Linked DNA regions of Mus musculus: region 1 is linked to region 2. The links are chromatin contacts, called in public promoter capture Hi-C maps. All regions are on one chromosome and are shown on one strand. Each heading gives the region's core, a stretch centred on a gene start, on an enhancer-like site or on the middle of the called end of the contact. The rest is flanking DNA. Distances are from core to core; before and after follow the strand shown. Region 1 holds the start of Hmgcs2 (3-hydroxy-3-methylglutaryl-Coenzyme A synthase 2). Region 2 holds the start of Gja8 (gap junction protein, alpha 8).

Region 1 (2,700 bases), core at 149-2,648, 1.4 Mb before region 2:
GTTCCAGGACAGCCAGGGCTACACAGAGAAACCCTGTCAAAAAAACAAAACAAAACAAAAAACAAACAAACAAACAAAAACCTACATAGAGACCTTGTCTTAAAAGGGGGGGACGGGACTGAGAAATGGTCACCCTGTCTGGCCCTGAAATAAGTAAACCCCATAACTTCCTCGCAAATAGAAAAGAAGCAAGCTAAAGTCTAAGCTGGAACATTCAAATAAAACGCAGTGGTTTTGCAAGGGTGGGGAAGTGGATGTCAGTGGCGCTAAAAGCAAATCAGGAGGTTTAAGGGCACTGCTCCTTTCCCCTCCACACCTATACCCAGGCTCCAGCAGGGCGGGACAAGGGAGGGCACCATAGCAAAGAGGTTCCCTAAAAACTCAGTACTCATGGGTATAAGTGGAAAGGAAGCCCTGGGACTCTGAGCTCAGTGGACAAAGAGCAAAAGAGAAAACACCCAAGTAGCTGGGAGCCTGAAGCACAAAGCCCAGATGTGTCCCATCAACTCTGAGCAACCACAGTTACTTGGACGAGACTGAAGGGTGTTTACAAAGAAAGAAGGCATGTTTGTTTTTCTTTCACAAGTACATGTATCCACCCATCCACCCCACCCCACACACACAGTGAGAAACACACACACAATTTTTATCTTTCATCTCACAAAACCGAAGCACGGAGAAACACTGCTTCGTCTCTTTGGTCCATACTGGATCTTGCCACAGTGAACGACAGCAAGCAGTTAAACCACAACTGCAGCTGCAGGATCCTGAGGTCTGCTGCCCCCTGTGGCCGGCAGAGGAAAGGCTGCTGCTTTTCCTAAACAAAGTGCATCAGAGGCTTAGGCTGGGAGTCCTGTGCGTCCTGTCCCCTTGGATCAGTTTACGACAATAAAAATACATCTTGCATATCAGATATTTACATTATGATTCATAATAGCAGCAAAATTAGTTATGAGGCAGAAATAAAAATAATTTTATGGTTGCGGGGGTCACCACAACCTGAGGAACTGTATTAAGGGTTGCAGCATTAGGAAGGCTGAGGACCTCTGGCTTAGACACTTCCAGCTCAACAGTTAACAGGTGCTGTCTAGAAATGAGGCTAACTTGTTTATAACTGAGTACAACCTCGCCAGCTTTTGACTGAGGTTCTAGTGAGTCCTCCAACAAGCCCCGCGTTTTACTGGTCCCCACGGTGCTTGTCTGGGAGTGATCTATGTAGACCCTCTGAGCAGGCCACTCACCTCTGCTGGGCTGCTGAGAGCAGGTGAGCAGGTGTGAGCGAAGTTTCCTGCATCGCTCTCTTCACTTGCAGGACCCGCCTCGCTGGAGCCAAAAGCCGCTGCATCTCTAAGGTATCAACAGAAAGCCAGCAGTCCACAGCCCTTGGGAGAGATGCCCAACGATTCTGGGTTGGGCTTTATAAGACTCCAGGCTCTGGAAGCCCCGCCTCCGCTTATCGAGGCCCCTGCCTGCTTGGGGAAAAACTGGGCCAAAGGTCTCAGAACAAGTCAAAGGAAAACATCATGTCTAACATGTACATAGCTGCACTGTTCCTGGCTGGTATCTAGCTGGCTGGCTCTGAGACTTCATTGTTGGCCTTATTTTTGCCTAACCATGCAAGCTTGCATGCTCCTTCTAACACATCCAACAATCAGCAGTCACCCAACTCGTCTCTGCAGCCTCCTGATTCCTCTGCTGAGTGGCTCACCATCTGTTCCTAACCCCTAACCACTTTATGCAGTCAGATGTTATTCTTACCATTTCTATAAGAAGCAGCTTTCAAAACCAAAGAGTAATCCCCCCTCCACCTCCATTTCTTCTTAAATACCCCAGGCTAGCCTTGAACTTGAAATCAGTCTTCCTCCCTCAGCCTCCATGAGCACTGTGATTACTGGTATAACCTTTTAATACCAGCTCTTCAAGCAGTTGAGAGTAGGTGTTGACGCACATCTGACGGGCTGGCTGGCTTTGGTCTGTGGAGCTGGTTGTTTTCCTCTTATCTTTATTGTCCGTCATTATGCTTACACAGAGCTTCACAGAGCTTCCAAGAGGGACGCAGCAGATGCTGCTAGAGAGGTTCAGAATCCCTCAAAAGGAGACTGTCTTGAAGTTCAGGCTTTCCTAGGAAGGAGAAGTTTATTACAAGTTGGATTTTAGAGACAGGGAGGACAGAGTCCTCAAAGACCCATGTCTACAAAGCTGCAGAGTGGGGATCCCCCAGCATCTTTTGACTCCGGACTGTGCATGTAATTGTGCTCCTATGAGTGTGCACCTGTGGCTGTGTGCATGCAGCCATGCTCCCACTTGAGCACACCTGTGGCTGCCAGGGGCTAGCATCAATACCATCCTTTAGCACTCTCAATCTTAGTCTTAAAATGATGTGTGTCTCTCCCTCTGAACCTGGAGCTTGCCTATTGGGGTGGCCAAAAGGGCTCCTAGGATCTTCCTGCCTCTGCGGTTCCAGAGCTGGGGTACGGGTATGTGCTTTTACACAGGTATGGGGTTCCAAACTCAGGCTCCACACTTTCACTTTACCCACTGAGCCACCCATCCAGATCCTCTACTACTTCTTAAGACAAAAGTCTTAAAGATGAGTCTCTATCTCATGCTCCTCATGTAGAAAGTCCCTATGTCTCACTCACACAGCAGTTGAAGCAGTTAACCCTGATATCTAATGCAACTCTATGAAAGAGTCTCAAG
Region 2 (2,700 bases), core at 133-2,632:
ATCAGAAGCTATCGGTAGCCAATAGTTCAGGAGGAAGAGGTAGAACTGCATAGCTCCTCCTCCTTCCTTGACTGACAGTTGCTAGGGGCAGTCTTATGAGGGCCCAGTGCAGGCAGCTACAGTTGCTGAGAGTTTAATAATGACAGCAGTTGTATTGAGTCTAAAGAAAGGTGATTTATAGTCCTTTACTGTATCTCGTGGTTCACATACTTCTGGTCCTCTCTTTTTCAGTGTTCCCCGAGCCTTGGAGGGGATGGTATATTAGTCTTGTTTAGGCTGGGCCGACAACCGTTGTTTATTCTCAGCATCTTGGGATGCCTTGGGTCTCTACACTCACCAATGTTGCTTACAGTGAGATGCTTCTCTAGATCTATGGATAGAAGCTAATCAGTAATAAGTTCCCCATTGGTGTTGGCAGTCTCCCTAGACCTCAGTCTATCTGGGCTTAAAGTACCAGGAATGGATCGTTTCCCCCCACCACCACAACACTCCAATCAGAAGGCATTTGGTTATCCAGCACAGTGAAGCCACTGTTGTACAGGTGAGGGCAGGCCTGTTTAGTTCAGCAGGTTGAACTTTTGTTTCATAGGATTTAGAACTGGGCAAGATCAACTGTGGTCTTTCTCATATAGCATCCTGCTTCGCATTCTCCTGTGATTTGATTGATAGCCAACATGGAAACAATTCTAGCTCGGTGCCCACCTGTTCTCTACCTACCTTACAACCAATGGTGTCTTCTGTAGTGTAAATGTAGGCTCTAGTTCTGGTTGGCAGCCAAGAACAATAGCAAGAACCTGTGTTGTTTGGGGAGCGGTCTTCTGGGGTTCCCTTGATCCTGGGGCATGTATTTCACACCTGGGGTATGTATCTCACACCTGGGGCATGTATCTCACACCTGGGGCTGAGAACTATATTCAGCACTCCACTGTTTCTAGGACCAGAGTCATCAGGGAGGCTGCATATTAAAGGTGTTGTGTCATAAGATCAAACCCCAATGGAGGATGAAATGTAACCCTTTGAAGGGAACCAATCACTCTCATTCAGTGTAACTTGAAGCACAAGGTCACACACAGGTCACATATTACTCTCCCTACATGACCAAGAGTCTCTAAGACGATGGCTTCAAGGCCTGGGGAAATACCCTACACACCTGTCCTCTGCAAGAAGCCAAAGATTTCCTGTCGTAAAGGACTGGTCTGTAGCTGAGGGAAATGCTTAGAGCCTGCAGAAGCCCCAGCTAAGCTTTCCCACGTCAGCTTTCCCCCCACCCTCCTCCCCTGGTGCCCAGCACAGCTCTCCCATTCTCTCTCTCCCATTGTTTTCCAAACATCCCTCCCTTCATAAAAGCTGTCTGGCTGGGAGCTTAAAATATTGCTGGACAGTAAAACCCACCCATCAGGACAGATCCAGTCATATCTGCTCAGTCGTGCAGCACATTAGGGGCGGGGTAGGGAAGTTGGAGGTGGGCTTTTAGGTGGCAAAGGAAAGACACCAAAGTTGCCATTTTACTGCGGAGCAGCAAGAGAGAAAGACAGCACCAGTTTCTCCGTGGGACGCTACTCAGACGGCAAGTTTTCCTTGGGTGGCCTTAGACTATAACCTTCCCTTCACTTATTTCCAACTCATGATCAGGGCCATCCATAGCTCTCCCGCTAGAAACATAGCTTCCTCTGAGACAAAAAAGTTGTCACCAAGGTCTATCATTGGGCTGAGAAGGATGCACTTCAAGATCAACTTCAAGTTCACCTAAGAGTTTGCAGAGGTTTGGAAGGGAGAGTGCTAGGATACGTTGGGTGAGAAAAGAGTTGTTCAGACTCCAGCTCTTGATTTATTTTTCAGGTCTTTATGTTTTCAGAAGGAACGACCGCACTTCCAGGAATCCAGGGGGACAGAAATGAGCATGAGTTACGGGGTTTTTTGGGAAGGCGGGTTGTTTTGTTTGTTTGTTTTTCCCACTCACAACTCTGCGATGGCAGAGCAGGTGGGAACTGTTGAGTGCCGTGGGTAGAAGGGAAGCCCCATGCTCAGGATTTACAATGTTAAAGCAGTTCATTCACGGGGCACAGGAAGGATCTGTGCTCTCCCTGGGGCAGGTTTCTGTTGTCTGTTGGCAAGAGCTGCTGTCTAATGGCTCTACACCCAAAGATGGAGGCACACATACTCCCATTATCAGCAGAGTGGTGGATGACCCACTGATGCTTCAAGAAACCTGTAAGCATGGGTGTCTACGTGGTTCCGAGCCTCTTCAAACCCAGGACAAGGCCACGCTGCCCCAGAAATTCCCTTGGAGTTTGGAGTGGGGAAGACTAGGGCTCACATCTGAGCTCCCCCCACCAGCTGGGACACTTTAAGAGACTCTGTGACTTCTCTGATTGTCCCTCCCTGGCCATGGGGTAAATAATTCTCCATTCTCTGAGTCTCAAACTGTAGATCTGCCCATTTTAGTTCATGGAGAAATTTTGTCAGCCTGTGACAGAAATAGAGCGGCAACGATGGGGGAGAGGAGGTGGCTTTCCACCGAGTTTAATGTGTTTTGTTCCAAGACTTGGCTTTGCTCTGAGACCATGTTCTCTTTAAGTCTTGTGGTCATAAAGACATGCCTGTCTCCCTTAATCATCGAGGGTGAAGTCAGACTGTAGACATTATTTAGTGATCTGACACATTTCTTTTTAAAATAAGGAGTTGGCAGCTATATGCTGT

What was found. Promoter capture Hi-C pulls out the DNA fragments that hold promoters and counts their contacts.
Region 1: a contact with region 2 is called in a promoter capture Hi-C map of pre-B cells, with 2.4 times the contacts expected there. The contact joins the promoter of Hmgcs2 here to the promoter of Gja8 in region 2. A contact is called at or near these places in 2 of 39 promoter capture datasets (the 3T3-L1 cell line and pre-B cells).

Annotation. Positions count from the first base shown.
Region 1 is chr3:98,279,129-98,281,828 of GRCm38.p6, reverse strand. Hmgcs2 (3-hydroxy-3-methylglutaryl-Coenzyme A synthase 2) reads right to left here and starts at 1,398. Exons shown (of 10, transcript NM_008256.4): 1 at 1,242-1,398. The coding sequence starts at 1,345.
Region 2 is chr3:96,924,733-96,927,432 of GRCm38.p6, reverse strand. Gja8 (gap junction protein, alpha 8) reads left to right here and starts at 1,382. Exons shown (of 2, transcript NM_008123.3): 1 at 1,382-1,567.